Linked DNA regions of Mus musculus: all the other regions are linked to region 1. Evidence: chromatin contacts called from public Hi-C and HiChIP or PLAC-seq data. All regions are on one chromosome and are shown on one strand. Each heading gives the region's core, a stretch centred on a gene start, on an enhancer-like site or on the middle of the called end of the contact. The rest is flanking DNA. Distances are from core to core; before and after follow the strand shown.

What was found. Hi-C and Micro-C count contacts between places; a contact is called where the count stands out from the background. HiChIP or PLAC-seq counts read pairs in DNA pulled down with a chosen protein or histone mark.
Region 2: a Hi-C map of bone marrow-derived macrophages shows a contact between it and region 1, with 19 read pairs. The contact joins two enhancer-like sites. A contact is called at or near these places in 4 of 15 datasets of contacts at CTCF or cohesin (the NIH/3T3 cell line, large pre-B cells, pro-B cells and 1 more), 39 of 484 Hi-C or Micro-C datasets (B cells, the C2C12 cell line, the HL-1 cell line and 25 more), 1 of 115 datasets of contacts at active chromatin or transcription factors (astrocytes) and 2 of 9 other capture datasets (liver and macrophages).
Region 3: a Hi-C map of bone marrow-derived macrophages shows a contact between it and region 1, with 34 read pairs. The contact joins two enhancer-like sites. A contact is called at or near these places in 1 of 15 datasets of contacts at CTCF or cohesin (large pre-B cells), 2 of 484 Hi-C or Micro-C datasets (bone marrow-derived macrophages and cortical neurons) and 2 of 9 other capture datasets (adipose tissue and liver).
Region 4: a contact with region 1 is called in an H3K4me3 HiChIP or PLAC-seq map of bone marrow-derived macrophages, with 4 times the contacts expected there. The contact joins two enhancer-like sites. A contact is called at or near these places in 1 of 15 datasets of contacts at CTCF or cohesin (large pre-B cells), 1 of 484 Hi-C or Micro-C datasets (bone marrow-derived macrophages) and 1 of 115 datasets of contacts at active chromatin or transcription factors (bone marrow-derived macrophages).

What each region holds. Positions count from the first base shown.
Region 1 is chr3:109,490,449-109,493,148 of GRCm38.p6, reverse strand. The region is part of intron 2 of Vav3 (vav 3 oncogene); the gene reads right to left. Among named protein-coding and RNA genes, the nearest start is that of Vav3, 150 kb to the right of the region's middle. Within about 2 kb of position 1,373, at least 6 of the 459 cell types and tissues checked have an H3K27ac peak or open chromatin away from gene starts, as enhancers often do. A contact at or near this core is called in bone marrow-derived macrophages, where this site is marked.
Region 2 is chr3:109,061,834-109,064,533 of GRCm38.p6, reverse strand. It overlaps Gm36778 (a long non-coding RNA gene), which reads right to left. Exons shown (of 4, transcript XR_375965.2): 3 at 347-496. Among named protein-coding and RNA genes, the nearest start is that of Gm36778, 7.5 kb to the right of the region's middle. Within about 2 kb of position 1,338, at least 4 of the 459 cell types and tissues checked have an H3K27ac peak or open chromatin away from gene starts, as enhancers often do. A contact at or near this core is called in bone marrow-derived macrophages, where this site is marked.
Region 3 is chr3:109,215,132-109,217,831 of GRCm38.p6, reverse strand. No RefSeq gene overlaps it. Among named protein-coding and RNA genes, the nearest start is that of Slc25a24, 93 kb to the right of the region's middle. Within about 2 kb of position 1,296, at least 9 of the 459 cell types and tissues checked have an H3K27ac peak or open chromatin away from gene starts, as enhancers often do. A contact at or near this core is called in bone marrow-derived macrophages, where this site is marked.
Region 4 is chr3:108,996,677-108,999,376 of GRCm38.p6, reverse strand. It overlaps Fam102b (family with sequence similarity 102, member B), which reads left to right. Exons shown (of 11, transcript NM_001163567.1): 3 at 2,313-2,342. Among named protein-coding and RNA genes, the nearest start is that of Gm43221, 2.7 kb to the left of the region's middle. Within about 2 kb of position 1,411, at least 80 of the 459 cell types and tissues checked have an H3K27ac peak or open chromatin away from gene starts, as enhancers often do. A contact at or near this core is called in bone marrow-derived macrophages, where this site is marked.

The sequences.
Region 1 (2,700 bases), core at 124-2,623:
CCAAGCGTGCTCTGCTGACAGTTTTAGCATCTGTATTTAGTAATCTCACTCCTCTTTCATTTCAATCGTTTGGCAGAAACTCACTGAGGAAACCATCTAGATCCAGAATTCATTTTCTCATTAACTGCATTTTTTTAATGATAAACATGATGGCTCAAACTCTCAAAATCAAGCGCAGCAAAGGAGGATCTGCTATGTGATTCTTTTTGAGTAAGAACGGCAATGGGGGAAGATGCATCTGTCTGGATTGAGGTAGTGTCCTCTAAAAAGCCTCAGCCCCAGGACAGAAGCGTGAGCAAGGATCTCCATCCCTCAAATGAGCCTCTGCGGGGTACCAGTCCCATAAATGGGGTCTCCAAACTCCTGGCTCAGGAGGGAGCCCATTGGGAGCCTTGTTCACTCAGGTGAACCCACCTCTATAAAACATAAATAAGAACAGCTAATTAACTTCCGCGTTAAGTTATTGGCGGGGGTGGGGTGAGAATGTCCATCAAATGTTTGTGAAGTTTTATTATAGAAAATAAAATTAACTACATGGGAAATTGTAATTACATATTGACTATAAATAGCAATCTCCTGTGAATTCTTGGATTCTTGAAAATTGTGAAAAGAATAGGCGTGGCATGGTAGCATTAAAAAAAATGAAGTAGAGTAGACACACATCAGTCGGTTCTGTCTAAACACTCCACAGTGCACAGTTAGCTCAAAACAGCATGTTCTACATGACATGTATATAGACTTGTTAACTTAAAAATAAACCAAACACGGCTTCATCATTTTTAACAAGAGCATAAGGACAGAGGGGATGCTTTTAATGGTTCCTAGGGGTAAAGTGAAGCAAGCGACCTGGAGACCAGGGGAGCAAAGCTAGTGGCTCCAAAACTCTGCGGTTTAACCCTAACCTCCTGCTGAAACACTAGGAAATAAAAATTACTGATATTTGAAGATGCCAAAATTATGTGTTTCTAAGTGAAAAGTCTAGTTTTTTAAAAACATCTGGAATAAGTAGTCCTCAGACCTCTGGCTAAAGTAGGGTTTGAGACACACACCATTGGGATGAGTCAGTGCTACAGAACCCCAGAGAACACCCTGCTTCTGGTTGTGTTGTATGCTGTGGTCTTAGGCCCTCTTAGCAAGAAAAACAACACAGCAATAAAATATTATTCCTGCTACTTTAATGTGCATCTTAATGGCAATTTATTTTGTTCTTTGGAGATAATTGTATGACAACTGTTGATTTACAAAATACTTCACTTTCTGTCTTTGATCTGTCAACACTGAGAATAACTACAGTCTTTCCCCGCCCATGTCCCTTTCCCCCTGGAGCTGGAAAACCCAGATGACAGAAATCATACAGCTTGACTTGTCATGTAAACATGCACCACTAGAGGGAGCCAAACGATAGTCTATTACCTTAGGTCTGCTTTAAGCATTACCTTTAATCATGCTTTGAAAATTTGGTTTAAGCAACTCCTATGATTTAATGGTGGTCATTTATTATATTCAATACTAGAAGATAATACAGCTAAATTCATGGGACAGAAGGGTGGGAAGACTGCATGGTGATCTTACAATGAGTAGCTGCAAGACCCTTCACTTTTATGTCTGTTCTCTTCATCATTCTAATACTAATACTAAATTTAGTCAAAACAAATAAAGGCTGCTTGGTCAATGTGGTATTTTTAGAACAACATCTATTCTATAAAGACGATGTTTACAGACTGTGAACAGACAAAGACACAGATCAATGCCAGATCCTCAAATCCCCTCTATGAATTCCCTGCCCTTCTGAAGCATACAGACAAGAATATTTATAAAATAAAATAAAACAACAACAACAAAAAAAATACCGAAAGACACTAAAAAGCCTATGTTCCATGAAATATGTTGATTTTTAAATGGATACTTCAAAACAAGAGATTGTGGACGTCAGTTTCCAGAAAGGTGGGTAAGGCAGTAAGGACTTAGCAACAGCGAGCTACTGTGACTCCCCGTCCTGACCAACCTTTCCTGCCCACATCCTCTATCCCCACGGGAAAGGAAACACGTGTGTAAAGAAGTCAAGATTTTATTTGGGCTGACATTAATTAGACCTACTGTGTGAGGAAGGTGAGAGAAGTAGGCACGGCTTCTCATTACCACTTTAAACTGGAGATTGCATCCCAGAAGCAACAGGGTCAGTGAGAACATAGGCGAGCAGAGAACAGGGCTAATGAATGGCATTAGTGAAAGGGTGAACAGAGGGGACAGGAAGCCATGGGGAGCAGACAATAGCCAAAAGTCAGTCACACAGGGATTTTCTCAATGGTCCAAGAGTGCTCTGAGACAGCCACGGTGAGACCATAAGAGGTGAGATGTCCTTGGGCGCCCTGGCTGACCACCATGCGGGCTCAGGAGGGACAGCAGGCTCAGACTAGGTAATGAAGGAGTGTCCACTCAGATGCACAACTGGAAACCAGAGATCAAAGCACCAGGCAGCTCTGCTCAAGTGTCACCAGAGTTCCACAAGGCAGCTGGAGCCCAAGGTGCCTTCTCTCTGTGTTCTGCTCCCATCCCAACCTGAATCTCATGTGTCCTCTCTTAGACGGTGGCTATAGTCCTGTCCTGGCACTTATCAGTTCTATAACATTTTCAAAATCAGTTTCTAATTTTTTTTTCTCAAAAGAACTCAAGGTTGTTTTTTTTTAAGCTAATCAGTTG
Region 2 (2,700 bases), core at 89-2,588, 430 kb after region 1:
AGATAGAAATGATTCCAGTGGCTTCTATTCTTTCAGAGAAGAATAAAGTACAGAAAAGAACATCAGAAGGATGGAAATCAAGGACCAGAAGTTTGAAGACAGAAGAATCCAGAGGCAGTTATTATGCAGAGTGAGAAGGCTATGGTACAAAAGAAACCAGGTAAAATTCCAGCCACTGGGAGCACTAATTTGTGGTAGTGGACTGATAGGTCATCGGTTTTCAGAACACTAAGTAGCTCAGATTTGAGCATGTGCCCATCAGTATATAGAGGTCATGGACCACTATACCAGGAGCTTCTGTCAGAAATGCGAGTGCCGGCTCCACGTTGCTGTGAGATGCACTCACCCTAGTCTACTCCATGGAGGTTCTGCGCCTACTTGTTCTACTTGGATCACGTGATGGAACCGTACATCAGTTGTTTGTCCGATCAGCCACGTGACCAGTATGTAGTCCAGCCTGTACAGGTGATGTATTTGGATTGTCGTCGTCATTCGCCTACAGACTCAAAACATAATCATTTTAAAGCACCTTGGGAGTGTGTAGAGTGTAACTATCATAGCTTTATGATCCTGATGATGCTTTTTTTTAAAATATAAAAGATGGATCTTCTGTGTTACAATCACAAAATTAAAACCAGTACTTAAAAGTGGAGAAGTATTAAAATAATATGGACAAATAGAAACAAAAGGGACAGTACATCAGGAGGACACAGGACCATGGTGACAACGGAAGGGTCACTTCAGCCCTAGACCTGAACAAATGGCCGTGTGACAGATAGGCTCAGACTTTAAACCCCTGGTATTTTCTGTCTCCCATGGATGAACCCAAATATAACCAAGAAAAATCTCCATTATTAATACACACCCCTCCAGAATGACAGAAAAGCACAAAAGTTAGATTACAGTCAATGTGACTGTTAATTACAAATGTGAAATTGCTCAAATAACTATAGTGTTTTTAATGGAATTAGTATGTCATAAATATGTTTCATTGACTTTTATGAATGCATAAACAGCTTTTGATGGAAAATGAGAACAATAAGTTGAGAAATTGCCTCAGAATTTAATTAATCTGGCTTTTAAAAAAAAGCACTATATAAGCAGAATGCTGTTGATAGGTATAAGAAGAATAAACAAGGGCCCCTAACATTATGGAGACAACAGAGATGCTATTTTGTGTATGCTTCGTTGAAGTATTATTTATTTTGTTTGTGAACAGATTCTATAGATTTAGCAAATGAACAATCTTGTTTTTTAATTTTATTGCACTGTGGAAACAATTTAGGGCCGAGTAGACTAGGTGTAATTTTGTATCTTGGACACCAGAGGGCACCAAAGCAACAGAACGACAACTTAAGGATTCCTCTGTGGGCCACCACAGACGTTTTTCTATAACTATAATTCATTCAATGACTTTCCCCTCAGAATCAATGGCATAGCTTAGCTATAACTATAGAAAGTATGTAAAGCTGTTCTGATTAAGATGCACCCACGATTTGCCAACGTAAATTTTAAAGTAATTTTTATTATTGTTTTATTAATTTTTTAATATTTTCTCTCTATGTTGTAATATCATGAAAATTGATCCAACCAAGAAAATGCATTGATCAGTTTTCTCACAAATGTGATAGTTTATTCGTTTTACTGCCATCTTTCCAAGTTAATGATCAAGTTAAAGCCAGAGTTAGGAACATCAAGCCAACTACAGTGGCTGAAAGACTAAAATCCCCAGGTTTTTTCTCTGTGAGCAGTGGATCTCCACAACGTGGAAAGTGATAAGCCTTACTTGTATAGGTTCCTTTGGCTGTCTTTCATACAGAGAATACCCACATGGTCTTAAGGTTTCATCTGTAGCAAAGTGCTGTGTGTTAACCGATTGTACTGAGGGAGAAAAAAGAAGCTTTCCTTCTGTCGTTTAAACTTGTTGTGCAAGCCCCGCTCTCGTTCACCGTCACTTGGGAAGTGTGTCTACTGCGGTCATTTGTGGTGTACCCAGTTGACCCTGAGTTTATGGATATTCAGAGAAAGAGTTGGGGTTTTTTGTTTTGTTTTGTTTTTTTGTTATTGTTTGGTTTTTTGGTTTGGGTTTGGGTTTTTGGGGTTTTTTGGTTTGGTTTGGGGGTGGGGGGTTGTTTAAGTTTGAGCTAAGGCAGTTTTCTCAGGCTGCTACAGTAAATTACCAGAAACAGGTGATTTAAGACAACAGAAATGTACTCTGAGTTCGGGAGGCCAGAAGATCAAAATCTAAGCAGTGGGGGTGTGGGGGAGAGGGACTTGTAAGGGTGGGACTTGGGGCGGAGCTGTGATTGGGATATAAAGAGAATTTTTTTAAATGTCATTGAAAAAAAAATCAAGGCAATCAGAATCTCTGAGGGAGAATGTCACCCCAGACTTTCTGGTTTCCCACAGTTGAGGTAAATTCTGGCTGCCCTTGGGTTATAGCTGCCTTACTCTGAGCTTTGCCTCCGGTGCCCTGTGTGTCGCTCTCCTCTGAAGACCTCTGAATACTTTCATCGCTGGATTTAGCGCTCATACAAATACACTGCCACCTCATCCTAATTACTCCTTCGAAGCCCTATTTTCAGATAAGATTAAATCCTAGGGTTTCAGGTAGACATGAATATTGAGGAAACTCATTATTTAGTCCAGCACAAGAAGTAAGACTCTTTTTATCCCTCTGAAGAAATAATGAAAGAGAAA
Region 3 (2,700 bases), core at 47-2,546, 280 kb after region 1:
GCAATGGTGTCATCGCTTGGAGGCTAATTATGGGATGGATCCCTGGATATGGCAGTCTCTAGATGGACCATCCTTTTGTCTCAGCTCCAAACTTTGTCTCTGTAACTCCTTCCATGGGTGATTGTTTCCAATTCTAAGAATGAGCAAAGTGTCCACACTTTGGTCTTCGTTCTTCTTCAGTTTCATATGTTTTACATATTGTACCTTATATCTCGCTATACTAAGTTTCTGGGTTAATATCCACTTATCAGTGAATACATTTCATTTGAGACAGTTACAAAGTGTGATGGTTTGTATATCCTTGGACCAGGGAGTGGCACCATCTGAAGGTATGGCCTTGTTGGAATAGGTGTGACATGGTTGGAATGGGTGTGTCACTGTAGGTGTGGGTATAAGATCCTCACTCTAGTTGCCTGGAAGTCAGTCTTCCACTAGCAGCCTTTGGATGAAGACATAGAACTCTCAGCTCCTCCTGCGCCATGCCTGCCTGGACTGCCATGCTCCCACCTTGATGATAATGGACTGAACCTCTGAACCTGTAAGCCAGCCCCAATTAAATGTTTTTCTGTTTGTTTGTTTGTTTGTTTGTTTGTTTATAAGACTTGCCTTGGTCATGGTGTCTGTTCACAGTCATAAAACTCTAACTAAAACACAAAGTATTAGTGAAATAATTTTATGCTTGGGAGTCACTGTGGTGAACAACATGAACAACATGAGGTGCTGTATTAAATGGTCATTGAATTGAGAAGATTAAGACCCACTGCTCTAGATCTTGTAGCCTTCTTAAGCATTATTCTGCCTTATGAGGTCCCTGATGCCAAGAGCAGGTGCCATTAATACCCACCAAAATAGCATCCATCCCTCTTGTCAGCATCAGCAAAGCAATCCCCCATGCCAACAACTCTATGCTCATTTGTACTTTATTCACTTGACTGCATATTAGGGGTCCCTGAGGAACTTTGACAACCATGAGTGCTCATGTGCTATCCACAGAGGCTCAGATAGAGTCAGACTGGCTAGGACTAGCATGGCACTTTAAGAAAGCAAACAACAAAAATCCTCACGTGCCATCGAGACTGAAAACACTGAGCAAATACAGTATGCCTATCCATTAAACACATTTTCTCTCTCAAGCCACTATGGTTTAAATGTAAACTAGTCCCCACAAGCTGTTGTGTTTAAACACTGGTGGTGATGCTGTTCAGAGAACTAATGGAATCTTCAGAGATGGATCCTCAATAAAGGAAGTAGGTCACTGGAAGATTGTGAAATTTATAGCCAGCCCACTTCCTGACAGCCTGTGCTTCCAGGAAATGCCAAAATTATACAAACAGTTTCTACCAACTGGCAGCCACTGTGACTCCCCCTCCATGAAATTGTGAGCTAAAATAAATCTTTCTTCCCCTAAGCTACTTCTTGTCTGGAATTTGGTTACAGCAAAGAGACAAGCAAGCACCTGGGAATTCTGGGTCAGTAAATGTCTCCTCTAGTCGTGGCCCACCAATACTCTGGGTTGTTAACATAGGCATCTGCTATTCAATGTTGAATGAATGAGTGATCTCAGATTCCCTTAAGATGTTCAACTTCGGAAAAAGACAGATCTCTCCTTTTCATCCTTCACAATGAGCACTGGATTTATCTTCATGTTCATTGCTACCTGACAGACATGAAATGCCTCCTCAGACTGTTTCTGCCTACTGGCTTCCACTTAGCTTAGCGGGTAACTGGTTCCCTCAGCCAGTCAAGCCACTTGCAAGTCCACATTCAACCTTTATTACCACTCAGGATGTCTTTCTTTAGATCCCCTCCCCACAATCCCTTTTCACCCATCTTCTGCAGCTTGTACTCTCCCCACTCACTTCCTTCCATCTCTTTCTTTCACAGCTGCACCTTTAGACACACTTTCATTCCCAAGCATCATTTTGTCATCTCCTGTCTACTCCTCAACCCACAGCATTCTACTTCCTCACCAATGTGTCACTGGCTTTACCTTACCTGGGGATATCTCTAACCTTTGACTATTGTCATACTTCCTAGTGTAACTTTCTTGAAGTCATTTCCTCTCTCAGCCACACCCCCACAGTTGGCCTCTCATGCCACTAGCCACTGTTTTTCAGTGTCCCCTGCAGACTCCTCCCCTGCCACCAGACTTAAATTGTGTCAGGCTCTAAGGCTCCAGTCTGTTCCCTTGGTTGCATTTAAACTGTTGTAATCCCGCTTATTGCTTCAAGTATTGTTTTTAAGCAGATAATTTCCAAAACTACGTCTTCATCCCAGATCTTTATCCTGAGGTATCAGGTGAATTTAATATGTCATAGTCCTCTCAAATCAAATACATTCAAGATATAACCAGTTGTCTTCTGCATAGTTATCTGACTCGGGGTCCAACCTGTGACTTTAAGAACTCCTGATAGGCTAGGAAAGTGATTCAGGGAACAACATGCTTACCCTGCAAGCGAGAACCAGAGTTCTGATCTGCAGAACCTACAGAAAAGCTGGGAAGTCAGAGTAGTCTTCTGTAATCCCAGGACTGAAGAGCCTAAAGCAAGGTGTCTCCAGGGCAAGCTGGCTAGCTAGACTGCAAAAATTGGTGAGCCTTGCATTCAGCAACATGCCCTGCCTCATTGAACAAAGTAGAGAGAGATCAAGGAAGACCATCCAGGATCAACTTCATGGCTGCACATGCACTCCATGCAAACA
Region 4 (2,700 bases), core at 162-2,661, 490 kb after region 1:
AGAACGAGGTTCTCATACAACAAACACTCTTAACAAGTGAGCTATCCCAACAGCACTCTGAGAGGTAGGCTGGTTCCCAGGTAGAGGGAGGACAGGCATGTGCCACCATCCCTGATTCATTTGGGAAATTTTAATAGGACAAGCAGTTATAACAGTGGTTCTCAACCTGTGGGTCATGACCCCTTTGGTGGGGATCAAATGCTGCTTTCACAGGGATTGCAAATCAGATATTCACATTACAGTTTATAACAGTGGTAAAATTAATGTTATGAAGTTGCAATGAGCTTTATTTGTTTGGTTGGGTTTTTGGTTGGGGGGGGGTTGTTTGTTTTTGGTTTTGAGGCAGGGTTTTTCTCTGTATGATACTCAAACTCCTGGAGTCCTGAAACTCTGTAGATCAGGCTGGCCTTGAACTCAGAGATCTACCTGACTATGCCTCCCAAGTGCCAGAATTAAAGGCATGCTCCACCACACCCAATGCAATGAAATAATTTATATAGTGGAGATCACTACACAAGGAACTTATTAAAAGGTCACAACACTGTTGCAGGAAATACTAGAAAAGCACCATCCAGTGCTATCCCTGGCTACTCTCCACCCTGGCGACCTCACTGCCCCCATGGCTAACCCCGTGCAGCGCCCGCCCATCTTGCGGTTCTCTTGCTGCAGATTCTGTTCACATTCCCAGCCATCCACCCCCTTTGGTCTTCAGTCCTAAATCCCAGTAACCCAGTAAAGTCAAAACTCTAGAGGCTTGTGATTTATAAGTCAGATTTATGTCATAACTCTCACCCCATGAAACGCCCACACAATGAACTCAGAGCCAATTGATATTGAACTAAACTGTCCACCTGGATTGGACAAATTGTCCTGTAATTATCCATCTCTTATATGATATTCATAGCTACCTGTAGCTATTTAAAGCCACATGGAATCTGGATCGTCTTTCTCTTCCTCCATCTTCCTTCATTCTCTCTGTCCTCTCTCTCCTGTCTCTAAAAATCTCTGTACTCCTTCCTTTTCCAATCACAGGCTTCTTGTTGTATTAATATTTAAACCAATTGAGGGAAATTCTGCTACACACCATTCATAAAGCTGAGAACCACTGTTTCATAAGATCATGCTGCTGTTTTGGTGGTGAATGAATTGGTTTTAATATCTCAAAGTAGAAATGCTTAGGTTCGGGGAAAGCAGTTTTTTACAGACATAGTCCATTATTTGGCACAACCGGATACCCAACTAAAAGTACAGGTTTCTATTGCATGGAGAGTGAGAGCAAATAACCAAGGTACAGCTAGCAATCTTTCTGTAGAAGCTACAGAAAGGAGGAAAGGAGAGGCAGGAGGAACAGCAGCCAGGGAAGCAGTAGATGTGGTATCGGGAGGTGTGGCATGGGGGTGTGGCATCATGGCATCAGGAAGGTCATTGGTCAAGCCGTCACTTGTGTAAGAGACTAAGATAAAAGCAGGGAGCTTTTAGCTTCTGCAAAATGAAGATCCTGAGCTACTAGAGAGGGAAAATGAGGTCAAATCCAGCTGAAGAGGGTTGACGAGAGTCAGGCAGAGGTTTAAGACTTTTGAGTTTTGACCATACATGACAGCACTGAAAATAAGCAAGTCGAGGAGCCATGGAACACCTAGAGGATGTTTCCTTTTGTTTGTTTAAGAATGGCACCATTAAAGGATGTGGGAATGACCCGATACTGAAAAAATGCCGATAGCACATTGGACTAGAAACAGTGGCAGGAAAGGGAAGAGTGACAGACGGTCCTAAGTAATGCCAGAGCTCGCTGCGGCCCGTCTGGGGTTCTCTAAATTCAATGTGTAAAAGATAGGCATGCTAGATAGTGTGTCAGTCACAAAAGGGAAGTGACAACTCTCCAGTAAACACGCTCTCAAAGTGGCTTTGGAGAAAGGAAGCTTTCTGTGGTAACAGAGGCAACAGTGCACAGTGTACTGGGCTTTGCTCCGAGTGCTTTACACTTGGCCCTCACAGCTGTGTGGCCAACGGTCCCACCATCCAGGAAGCTGAAGTGAGTCACTTGAGGTCCAGGAGTTCAAGGTCCGTCCGTGCAGCATACAGAGACTCCACATCAAAAACCAAATGAATAAAGTTACAAGCAAAGAGAAATTTTTGGTCATTTTTAAGATATTATTATTGATTTGAATAGCCAGGTTGAAAATAGTTCTATGTATATTGCCTGTGATATTTACTAGCATATAAATGTCTACTTAGGACTTGTTTGACACACATTTAGTCTTAAATTCTTCATTCTATAGTGACCTCACTTACAGTGCGTTCTGTGTTTGCAGGAATTAAAAGGTGGGAAAGCGTATGCAAAGGTAAGTAAATGTTCTTTAACTCTCTTTGAAGTTCATAATGTTGTTATTGCAAGCTATGGGTTTTTAATTGCTACTCAAGCGTGGCTCATTTTAAGTTCAGCACACTAGAGACTGAATAATTGGATCTAACACACTATTAGAATATTCTTTCTGGGGACTGGAGAAATGGCTCAGTGGTTAGGAACACTGCCAGTTCTCCAAAGGACCCAGGTTGGTTCTGTTCCCAGGACCCGAATGTGACTAGAACACTCTCTGTAACTCCGGTTCCAGAGGCCCCAACCCCTCTTCAGGCCTTGCATGCACATGGTGCCCAGACATACATGCAGGCAAAATGCCCATACTCATAATAAAAATAAAT